4 separate regions of the Mus musculus genome follow, and all the other regions are linked to region 3. The links are chromatin contacts, called in public promoter capture Hi-C maps. All regions are on one chromosome and are shown on one strand. Each heading gives the region's core, a stretch centred on a gene start, on an enhancer-like site or on the middle of the called end of the contact. The rest is flanking DNA. Distances are from core to core; before and after follow the strand shown.

Region 1 (2,700 bases), core at 174-2,673, 1.1 Mb after region 3:
AAAGTGATAGAGTATGATACCCAGAATTCTCCTCTAGCCTGCAGCTGCCAGTGGCCATGGGTTACTGGGTTCCTGAAAGGAAAGCTGGGGATGGATGGGAAGGATGACTAGAGAAATAACAAGCCAAGGCAAAGTTCTCTGAACAAGGCTCAATATAGTCTTAAATTTAAAGGGGGGAGACCCATCCCCCACTTTGTCAGGATCACCTCAGGAAAGCAAGCTCAGCTGTTCTGCAGGTAGCTTCTTGCAGGAAGCTGCAGATGTGGCAGACAAAAGACTTCACCTAGGTCAGAAGACTCCACCCTGGGTGGGCTAGCCTACTGTGGCAGAAACCGGTCTGATTCAGCCAGCTCAAGGCTGGGGGGAAGGGCACACTAGCCTCCACATGTAGTGTGTGTACATGTGGCAGACACACAGGAAACAGTCTCATAACTGATGCTGACTGTACCGGAGTCAGCGTGAATCAGAGAACTTCTTTACAGTCAGTTCCAAGACAGAAAAGTAGAGGAAAATTAGTGTTTCTGTGACCTGATTTCCATCTGAGGCATTCTAGCTCCATGGCTTATCCTCAGAGTGTTACCAGCCATGAATGATTGACAAACAATGGTCAACAGAAGCAAGAGCGTTAGCAGTCATGAGTGGTTGACAAAAGCCACAGTATATTTCATCAATTTGGTGGGTGCAAAAATAATAGCAGTTTTTGCATTGCTGAAAATTTTAATATTGGAATATAGTTGTAAGGTTTATTGTTATTTTTTGTTATGTGTATGAGAATGTATTTGTGAGGATGTAAGCAGTATGTGTGTCTGTTTTCCTGCTGAGGCCAGAAGAGTGTGTTAGATCCCTAGTAGGTGGAGTTACAGGTAGTGTTGAGCTGCCTAATATGAATGCTGACAGCTGAACTCAGGTCCTCTGCAGTAGCAGTATGTGCGCTTAACCTCTGGGCCATCGGTCCAGCTCATGGAGTATATTGATAAATGTGGCTATGTTGTATGTCGTTTAATATGTGTTTCCTGCTTTTTTTTCTTTCTTTCTTTTGTTTTTTCGAGACAGGGTTTCTTCTCTGTGTAGCCCTGGCTGTCCTGGAACTCACTCTGTAGACCATGCTGGCCTCGAACTCAGAAATCCTCCTCGTGTGCCACCACTTCCCGGCCGGGTCATAGCTTTTTTAACCTTTAAATAAAGAGCTTTTGTTGGGAATTCAAACCGAGGTCTTTAGAAGGTGACCCTAGGCATCTCAGGCTGAGAGCTGGTTTGTGTTCCTCTGGAATTGTGTGAGAAGTAATCCCAGGACTCAGGGTGTCGCCTGAGCCCATCCCGGGGCGGGATGGCGGCCGCACTGCGCAGGAGCGGAAGCTGCGCTGCCCTTCCCCCACCGACTTCCGGCTGCCGCTCTGGTTCTCCCGCCTCCGACTGTGAGGCGGCTCGTAGACGTCCCGCCATGGCACTGTCGCGGGGGTTGCCCCGGGAGCTGGCCGAGGCGGTGTCCGGCGGCCGGGTGCTGGTGGTTGGCGCGGGTGGGATCGGCTGTGAGCTGCTCAAGAACCTGGTGCTCACTGGCTTCTCCCACATCGACCTGGTGAGGCCCGGGCTCCGGGTGAATGGCGGTCTGCCTGCGGGGCCCGGTTCCGGGCGGGAGTCAGGGCGGCGCGGCCCGAGAGGCCTGGGGTTAGGATCACCGTGCGGGAAGCGGGTTGGTGGGACGCGGGACTCCGGCTCTCCGGACCTCCTGTTCGCGGCCCTCGGCTCCCTGGGCCTGCGCGCGCCGCCTCCCGAGGCAGTTTCCCCAGTTACACTGGGATGCAAGAAGAGACCCTGTAGATGCTGTGACTTTAATTCAAATATTCTCCAACTTAAAATAACGATCCCGCGGCCGAGCGGTTTGCAGCCACCAGCCACAGCACGCCGGGCGTGCACACGTGCATTCATTCCCGAGTCTGCCACCGGCCCTCAGGTTGCAAGTGCTGTCTGCATCCCGTTTTATTTTTAACAGATGAGGAAAGTGAGACGCTATGAGGTTGAGTAACTTACCCTGGGGGCACGCCGTAAGTGGCTGGTTAGACTCCTTGGGGCTCGCGCTCCTCTGGTCTGGGCATCGTGCAGATCCGTGTTTATGTCATTATAGATACTCCCTGGGGTTTGCAGGATTGGGTGACAGACTGTAATCCGTGCATCGAGAGACTGTAGAACTGGAAGTTTGAGGTCCGCTTGGGCTACGTAGCAACATCTTACCCAAGAAATTAAAAAAAAATTTTTTTTTTTGGTTGTCAGGATTCTTAAGTTTTGCGTTAGCGTAATGTGCAATGACAGGAAACCCCTGTAATTTGTGAATGTGTTGGAGATATTATATGAACCTTGGATGTGAATTGAAGATGCCTTAAGGTTTAACAGAAACACGGGATGAAATTGCAGGTGTCAGGGTTTCAGCTGAGGCAGAATTGGAGGGAAACATTCTTCATTGGTCAGGCTTCACACCCAGTTTTGGTCCATAGAAAATAGTATAATCCATAATATGCTAGTGACGCTTGATGCTATTTTAAGAGTAGATTTTTCAATAGACAGGAGTGAATTGAAAAAGTAAATGCTTGTTCTCTGTTTTAATTTTCTTTGGTTAAATTTTTATAGTGAACTTTGAAGTACAAATGAATATTTCAATGATTATGTTCCATAATTTTCCCATACTACTCTAAACTTTAGAAT
Region 2 (2,700 bases), core at 190-2,689, 1.2 Mb after region 3:
TGTGATCAGTGAAATGGGATCACCGGTCAAATGGTTTCTCCTTTCTCATTGGACCATGAGGTGGCTCTCCTGACTGGACATTTGTTCCTCAAATACTTGCTTCCACACCTTGTGTGCATAAGGCAGAGCTGGAATTCCTTAGGTCCTAGGAGGTGCATGTGTGTGTGGGGAGGTTGGAGGGCGGGTTGGGGGGGATGGGCCAGACACTACAGTTTCCCTTCCATCTGGGAAGCAGGTGTCCCAGCTGGCTCTTTGCACAGTGAAGGCCAGGCTTCTGTGCATCTGGGTAGGTCAGTCTGCTGCCAACAAGCTCCCTTCCCCTGGTACTGGGGCATGTTACCATCCCCCTCTGAGAAAAGGGAGTCTGGAAGTGAAGGGCTTTCCTTTAAAACTGTTTTCCTGATTACTGGGACACAACACATGAGGTTTGGTTTTCTTTCCCATGACAGCTCTTGCAGGGTAAGACAGATTTTTGTTTGTTTGTGGGTTTGGGGTAAGATACAATATGGGAGTCTCACGTTCAGCCTGCTTCCTTCTACCAGGGTAACTAACACGGAGAAAAGGAAACAACTGGATTTTCCAAGGCCTAGTGGATACTGGTTCTAAATTGACAATAATTCTGAGAGTCCCCTCACATCGGAAAAAACAAACAAACAAACAAACAAACAAACAAAAAACCCTTAGACTCATTATGGCTCTCCAATTAAAGTAGGGATGCCAGTTGATAAACAGGCTTGTTTTGCTTGCTTGTACATCATGCACGACGTTCATGCCTAGCAGTGGAAGAGGTGGTCAGATTTCTTCGAACTGGAGTTAAGGAGAGTTGTGAACCATCGTGTGGATGCTGAGAACTGAATTTGGGTCCCCTGCAAGAGCAACAAACTCTCCTAACCTCTGAGCCATGGCTCCAGCCTAAAAGAATTTTGGTGGAAGTCACACTTACAATGGGTCCCGGAACTCATCCCGTGATTCTTTTCTAAGTCCCAGAATGTGTAATTGGGACGGTTATACCTAGACTTTGCTAGAATCCTTACACTGTGTTTTGAAACTGCCAGAATTCCCACGTTGGTGTCACATCCATGTGGCACAAAGCAGGCAGCATCAGGCTGTGTTCCTTTAGCAGAGGGCCAGGGAGGAATATGGGGAGGGAGGATGTGGGCTCGGGGCTCAGCCTGGGGGTGGGGGGGGAATCTGGAATGTGCCCTGAGGCCTCGGGGTGGACCAGAGCCTGGGCCACCGCTGTCCCGCCCGCGTCCTCGCGAAGTCTGCGCACCCCTCGGCCGGGCCGTCGCCGCCCCCCCCCACATTCCAGAGGCCGCTGCGCAGTCTCCTTCCTCACATTCCTGACGGGGCAAAGGAGTCCCTCCGTCCCCCCGCCCCCTGCGCGCGGTCTCGAAGCGGAGGGGGCGCGGCCCCGAGCTGCGCGCGCATTCCTCCGCCGCGCGCCTCCGTTCCTCCCTCCCTCCCCGCCACGGCCCCGCGCGAGAGTGCGGCCCACGCCGAGCGACCGCGACCCGGGCCCCGCCCCGCCCCGCGCCCAGGGGTCCCGGGGCGGGCTGCGGGCCGGCGGACGATGCGGCGGCGCTGCCGGAGCGGCGGCGGCGGGCGGCGGAGGCGGAGGTGACGCGCCGCGGCGGGCCGACGGCCATGCAGCGCTCGCGGACGGCCGCGGACGACGCGGCTCTGCTCCTGGCCGGGCTGGGCCTGCGCGAGTCGGAGCCGACCGCCGGCTCCCCAGGGCGCGTGCGGCGCGGGCCGAGGGCCGTGGACGAGGCGGCGCCAGCGTCGGGCCGCCGAGGCAAGGGTGGCTGCGGCGGCCCCGAGGCCGCGCCCGACGTCCCGAGCCGCCCCGAGCGAGGCCCGCGCGCCAGCCTCGCGGGCTCGGACGGCGGCAGCGCGCGCTCGAGCGGTATCAGCCTGGGCTATGACCAGCGCCACGGCCCCGGCCCCGGGCCGCCGTCGGGGGGCAGCGCGCGCTCCAGCGTGTCCAGCCTGGGTTCCCGTGGCTCAGCGGGCGCCTGTGCAGACCTGCTGCCGCCCGGCGTCGGCCCGGCGCCCGCCCGCTCTCCGGAGCCTGCCCAGTTCCCCTTCCCGTTGCCGTCGCTGCCGCTGCCCCCGGGCCGGGAGGGCGGCCCGAGTGCGGCCGAGCGGCGGCTGGAGGCGCTCACGCGGGAACTGGAGCGCGCGCTCGAGGCGCGCACGGCGCGAGACTACTTTGGTGAGCGTGCGCGGGCCAGGGTCTGGGTCGGGGGTCCCGGGGTTCTGGTAAGGGCTGTTCTCCAGCCACGGATGCGGAGATGCCCGGCGCTTCCTGACTTGAGGCGGGGGTGGGGTGGGGGTGGGTGAGGGGTGGGATCCAGACAAAATCAGGCTGATTGACAGCCTAACCTGTTTTCTGGACACTTAAAAAAATGATTATTTACTTAGAGACAAGGTTTCACTCTGTAGCTTAGACTGGCCTGTCTTCCTGCCCCCGACTCTGAAGTTCTAGGAGTAGAGACATATGGACTCTGCAAAAGATTCAGTTAGGTGTATATTGAAAGTACCTCGGGAGGTCAGAAGGTGTCAGATTCCTGGAACTGGAGTCTGGTTGTGAGCAGTATTGGGAACTGAGTCTTCTCCGTTGAGAAGTTGAGTCTTCTGCAAGAGCACCAAGCTCTTACTGCTGACCCATTCTTAAGCTCCTTTGCTGGGCATTCT
Region 3 (2,700 bases), core at 79-2,578:
GTTTATTTGCTTTCGAGACACTTTCTCTATGTAACAGAGGCCTGGCAGCCCTGGACTCACTTAGACAACTAGGCTGACATTAAACTCATAGAAATCCCCCTGCCTCTGCCTCCTCTGCCTCCTCTGCCTCCTCTGTCTCTGCCTCTGCCTCCTCTGCCTCCTCTGCCTCTGCCTCTGCCTCTGCCTCTGCCTCTGCCTCTGCCTCTGCCTCTGCCTCTGCCTCTGCCTCTGCCTCTGCCTCTGCCTCTGCCTCTGCCTCTTGAGTGCTGAGATTAAAAGTGTGAGTCACCAAGCCAGGCTGAATCACACCCCCCCCCGCCCCCCCACGTCTTGGCCAAGCTTGTGAAGTGAGATAACAGCGCCCATTGGCAGATGTCTGTACCTTAGATTTTCTGAAGGACCTCTCATTCTTAGCCCACTTGGTCTGCTTCTCTCTCTCTTTTCTAATTATTTGATTATTTATTATAGTGTCTCATTGTGTAGTTTAGGCTGATGTCCAGCTCTCTATCCATGCTTGATATCTTGTTTCTTGTCTTTCACCAATTTCCTTAGCGTGCAGGGTTCTGATATTCTCAGGGTCGGCAAATCCTTCCAAAAGTCTAGGAGGGGGCCTCACTTTTGCAAATATAAAGATGACAAGTATATTGTGTGTGAGTGTGTGTGTGGCCCGATTCATACGATGTGCACTAAAGACACATCTGCCTGTTGGTTCCTTCCCATTTCCGGTGTAGAGGGCCAGACAGTGGCCACTGGGCAAGCACTTTTCCGGAAGCTGGTTGGGACCGGTGGAAGATCGGGTTGGCACTTATTGCTGGCTGAGGCAATTAAGCAGGGGCGAAGGAGCCAGTCGCAGGACTGGCTGTACGGAATTACAGAGACTCTGCCCTGCGTCCGAATATTTGGTTTCCAGCATCTTATCGCTGTGTCCTTCCAGTACTCAGGCGCATGGCAGAGCCAGGATGGGGTGTACAGAGACCAATATTGTTTTTGTTGTTTGTTTGTTTTCGTTTTCTTCTTCTTCTTTTTTTTTTTTTCTCGAGACGAGACAGGGTTTTTTTGTGTAGCTTTCATTGTCCTGAAACTTTCTTTGTAGACCAAGCTGGCCTCGAACTCAGAGATTCTCCTGCCTCTGCCTCCTGACTGTTAGGATTAAAGGCGTGCGCTATCACTTCCCGGCACAGATACAAATCTTATCTGCAGTCGGACTTGCATAGGACTATGATTTGCGAGGAGGAGGTGACATTTCCCCCTCAAACAAGTCTTTATAGAATGCTCCAGTTCACAGAAGCGAAACTGAATGTTTTTGGCCTATAGAGGCTCCCGTAGCGAGGGGGCGGAGCCCGGAAGGAGCAGGATGGCGGCGCTGGACAGTGACAGCGACGAGGATCTGATCAGCTATGGAACGGGCCTGGAGCCTCTGGACGAAGGTGCGGGTCCGATGGCCGGCGGTGTCTGAAGGGCGCAGGCTGAGAGTCCAGCACGTGGGCGACAGCGACATCTCGTCCTGGGTCTGGGCTCGCTCGCTGTGGGCACAGGGAACACGCTGGAGAGGCTTGTGCACTGCACTTGGGCGCCGCGTTCTCGGGGGGCAGAGAAGGACGCGGAGGGCTGGGAGATGCAGGAATGACTAGGCAACATGGGTATGATGGAGGGCGGTCAGTCAGTCTCTTGTCCCGAGGCAACGTTTGCACCCGTCCTTGAAAGTAAAAGAAACCAGACCTGGAAAATCTGGGGAGAAACACTTGAGATAGGAAATCCCTTAAAGTGGCAGACAGCTTAGCAGTCTAGGGATAGTCAGGATTCGTGTGGGTGGCCCTTGCCATGGTAAGGAATCTGGAGTGTGTGTGTCCCTGAGGAGGGAACCTCGTGCATTCTAGGCTAGTGTGTTACAACTGAGCTACATATCCAACCCCAAGAATTGGAATCTTTCCTTTTTCTGACAGGGTCTCATGTAACCCATGCTGACATCAAACCCCACTTTATAGCCCAGACTGGACTTGAACTCTTGATCCTCCTATTCTTGTGTAACATGTGCTTGGTTTGCAGCTGTGTGCCGTCACACCCAGCCAGGAGTTTGGCTCTTATACTACGGGTATTGGTTCAGTTTACACAAAGAGAAATGCATTTCTTCCCTTTTACTTTTTTTTTGGGGGGGGGGGAACAGGGCCTTGCTAGCTCCACTTGGCTGGACTCACAGTATTTTAGCAGCCTCTGCCTCTCAGGTGCTGGTGTTAAAGGTGTGTAGTGCCATGCCTGGCAGGATGCATGTTTTAACATTATGTTTGCTTTAATTTTGAGAGTAGTTTCCTTGGGGGGTGGGCAGGAATGAAGCAGGGAGACTGTGGTTGTGTGGACTGGAGAGTTAGCAGCAACAGCTGTTGAGTAGGTTTTGCATGGAGCAGACTTGACCGGTGTTGACTGGAGTTGCTCGTGAAATACAGAAATACAGGGGTGAAGGTAAGATGAAGCAAGGCTCTGTGGCGTTTCCGGTCTGTTTCACTTAATGACTAGGTTTATCTACTGGGTGTCCATACCGCTGATGGGAGTGCTAACATTGTGGGGAAGATAGAGGAGTCACAGTGGTGGACCAGAAGTTACCTGTAGACTTTTGTTGGTGAGGCTTCCCCCCACTGCCGCCTCCTGCTTCCCATCCTGACCTGTTGGCTATACCTCTGAGACATTTTCACTGAGACTCTTACT
Region 4 (2,700 bases), core at 131-2,630, 1.1 Mb after region 3:
ACTTGTGGATAAGAATCCAGTTTTTCTAGGAAGTTGGATCCTAAAGTGCATATCTTGCCCTTTCTCTCTAGGCGATTATGGATCCCTCACTCATTCCATCCTCTATGTCCGTCTCCTCCTGCTTGACTGAAGCTCCCTCCCTCAGGACCTGCTTTAGCTCACTGAGCTAACTGATCCATTAGGCAGTGTGTCAGATAAAGTCCCTGCTCCATGTGGACTTGTTCAGTGGCTCCTCATCTCTAAACAGAAATCAAAATTCTCACAATGATTTGTAAGCCACTGGGTGAATTCCCTTCTCTAATGTCACCTCTATGACTTCTTCCCCTAATCTGCTCCACTCCAGCCACATGTGTCTTCTGTTTGTGGGACATCTATGGGTGCTGTTTGTGGGACATCTATGGGTGCTCTTGTCTCAGACTTTGCAGTGTCTTTTCCCTTTGACTGAACACTTTCCTTCCAGGTAGCCAACTGGCTCATTTCTTCCCCTTCATGCTTTTACTCAAATATAATAAAGAGTGAATTTTTTTTTCTTAACCATTTAGTTAAAGGAAATGCTTATTTCCAACCTGCCTTTAAATATATATACATATAATTTCATTTTTATTGTGTGGTGGATATTTTATTAATTATGTGTGGGAGTGGACATACAATTTTTATTATGTGTGTGGGGTGGGTATATAATTTTAGCATTAATTATGTGTGGGGTGGGTATGAGCATAAGGATGCAAGTGCCATTGGTATTCCCATTGGTTGCAGCGGGAGTTACAGGCAGTTATGAGTACTGGGAACCCAATTCAGGTCCTCTGCAAGGGAACTATGTGTTCTTAACCACAGTTTCATCTCTGGGGCTTCATCCAGTTTGCCTCTTCTCAGGAGCACTTGCCAGCTCTGAAATCCCATAAATTCTATTTACTTATTTGGCTTACGTACCCACAACACTTGCTTTAGTACCTCTAACCAGGAAGGCATTCCATAAAGTTCTGCTAAATTGGGCTCAGCCGGTAAGAGCACTCAACTACTCTTCCGAAGGTCCTGAGTTCAAATCCCAGCAAACACATCCGTAAGGAGATCCGACTCCTTCTTCTGGAGTGTCTGAAGACAGCTAGAGTGTACTTACATATAGTAAATAAATTCTTTAAAAAAAAAAAGTTCTGCTGAATTGAATACATGAATGAATGAAAGAAGCAAGCGGATCTGGCACGAGAAACTCCGCCTCTGCCCTTCAAGTCACTTCCGAACAGAAGCCAGCCAAGGTTCATCGCAAGTGGCCACACTTGTGTTACAGAGAGGCCAGCAGAGGCCCCCAGATCTACAGCTGCCGGCAAGGTCGCCTAGCGGACGCGGAGGACAGAGGTGGGGCGGGGCCGGAGGCGGGGCGGGGTCGGACGCCTGCGCCATAAAGCCCGCTGCGCGCACTGGTACCGACTTGCCGCGCGCCGCCGCTCCTCTTTCCTTCCTCTTCCGAGCACGTCCTGCTCCGTGTACCTCTCGGGTCCCTCGCCATGGCTGCGCTCACCCGGAACCCGCAGTTCCAGAAGCTCCTGGAGTGGCACCGCGCGAACTCTGCCAACCTCAAGCTGCGCGAACTTTTTGAGGCGGATCCGGAGCGCTTCAACAACTTCAGGTGCACGCACGGGGTCGGGGCTCCCGTGACCCCCCCCCCCCCAGCAGCCCTGCAGGGCCCAGGCCGGGGCCGCACTTTGTCCTTGATGCCTCCTTGGAGTGGGTTTTGGGACCCGCGTGCTAGCCAGAGGGCCGAGGCTGCTTAGTCATTAGGAGGAATCGGCTCCTCCTTGGGGATCCCTTCGCCCCCGCCTCTCAGTCTCAGCCATTTGAGTAGGGATTTCTAACCACCCATGAGGAGGAGCAGCCGCTGCTGGCTCGACAGGCACGAGAGAGCTGTCCCCTCCCACCTGCTCCTAGTGGGCTTTGGTCAGACAGGGTGGGTAAGGCTGAGATTTCCTGGGAGCCACGGTGTAAAAATAGAGCGGCGGAGGCAGGATGCAGAGGCCAGAGAGACTTGTGAGCGACTGCGAAATAGAAGGGAGGGTGGAAGAAATCGTACATGTGATGCATCTTCGTGCCTTGTCACTGATGCCAGGAGGCGAGGGACCTGGGATGACCACCTGTGGTTCCTCACTGGACGTCCCTGATACCTCTCCCTGGGTGTTTCCTTGTAAGTTTGAGATGTGGAGCTTGAAGGGGGAAGTTCTGCCCAGGATCTGTCTACATCTTCTTTCTGTGGCGTGGCTTCCTACACTACTTAACACTGCTACAGGTCAGCCTTTGTGGCCAGGCACTGCCGCTGGGGTGTGACCAGCAGCGTCTCCATCTTTCTGCAGCTTGAACCTCAACACCAACCATGGGCATATTCTGGTGGACTACTCCAAGAACCTTGTGAACAAGGAGGTGATGCAGATGCTGGTGGAGCTGGTAATGTTCTGACTGGGGAGTTGTGATCTCTGGGTTGGGTTGTGGGTGGGGGCTGCGCTTTGTTTTGGGTTCTAGGTCCCGGTGTGGAGTTGGTATCCCAGGGATCTCCAGGCCCCCTGCTGATTGAGCAGACTCTTTGAAGATGCTGGAAAAGGAATCTGTCTATGAAGAACATCTGTCAGCCTCAAGGGGGGGGGGGAGTGGGGGGGGAGGGGGGCTGGACTTGTGATAGGTGATGAGGATGGGGGATGGGATACAAGACCTCAG

Evidence for each region. Promoter capture Hi-C pulls out the DNA fragments that hold promoters and counts their contacts. Capture Hi-C pulls out chosen DNA fragments and counts their contacts.
Region 1: a contact with region 3 is called in a promoter capture Hi-C map of adipose tissue, with 2.3 times the contacts expected there. The contact joins the promoter of Uba2 here to the promoter of Gpatch1 in region 3. A contact is called at or near these places in 2 of 39 promoter capture datasets (both in liver), 1 of 484 Hi-C or Micro-C datasets (cortical neurons) and 1 of 9 other capture datasets (adipose tissue).
Region 2: a promoter capture Hi-C map of liver shows a contact between it and region 3, with 4 times the contacts expected there. The contact joins the promoter of Wtip here to the promoter of Gpatch1 in region 3.
Region 4: a promoter capture Hi-C map of pre-B cells shows a contact between it and region 3. The contact joins the promoter of Gpi1 here to the promoter of Gpatch1 in region 3. A contact is called at or near these places in 7 of 39 promoter capture datasets (the 3T3-L1 cell line, cranial neural crest, frontonasal cranial neural crest and 3 more) and 2 of 115 datasets of contacts at active chromatin or transcription factors (embryonic forebrain and pancreatic cancer cells).

Annotation. Positions count from the first base shown.
Region 1 is chr7:34,167,252-34,169,951 of GRCm38.p6, reverse strand. Uba2 (ubiquitin-like modifier activating enzyme 2) reads left to right here and starts at 1,423. Exons shown (of 17, transcript NM_016682.2): 1 at 1,423-1,579. The coding sequence starts at 1,442.
Region 2 is chr7:34,132,007-34,134,706 of GRCm38.p6, reverse strand. Wtip (WT1-interacting protein) reads left to right here and starts at 1,439. Exons shown (of 8, transcript NM_207212.2): 1 at 1,439-2,218. The coding sequence starts at 1,648.
Region 3 is chr7:35,317,068-35,319,767 of GRCm38.p6, reverse strand. It overlaps Gpatch1 (G patch domain containing 1), which reads left to right and starts at 1,328. Exons shown (of 20, transcript NM_026181.1): 1 at 1,328-1,427. The coding sequence starts at 1,355.
Region 4 is chr7:34,229,016-34,231,715 of GRCm38.p6, reverse strand. It overlaps Gpi1 (glucose-6-phosphate isomerase 1), which reads left to right and starts at 1,380. Exons shown (of 18, transcript NM_008155.4): 1 at 1,380-1,624; 2 at 2,343-2,433. The coding sequence starts at 1,503. It overlaps Gm12762 (a long non-coding RNA gene), which reads left to right. Exons shown (of 2, transcript XR_881947.3): 2 at 1-534.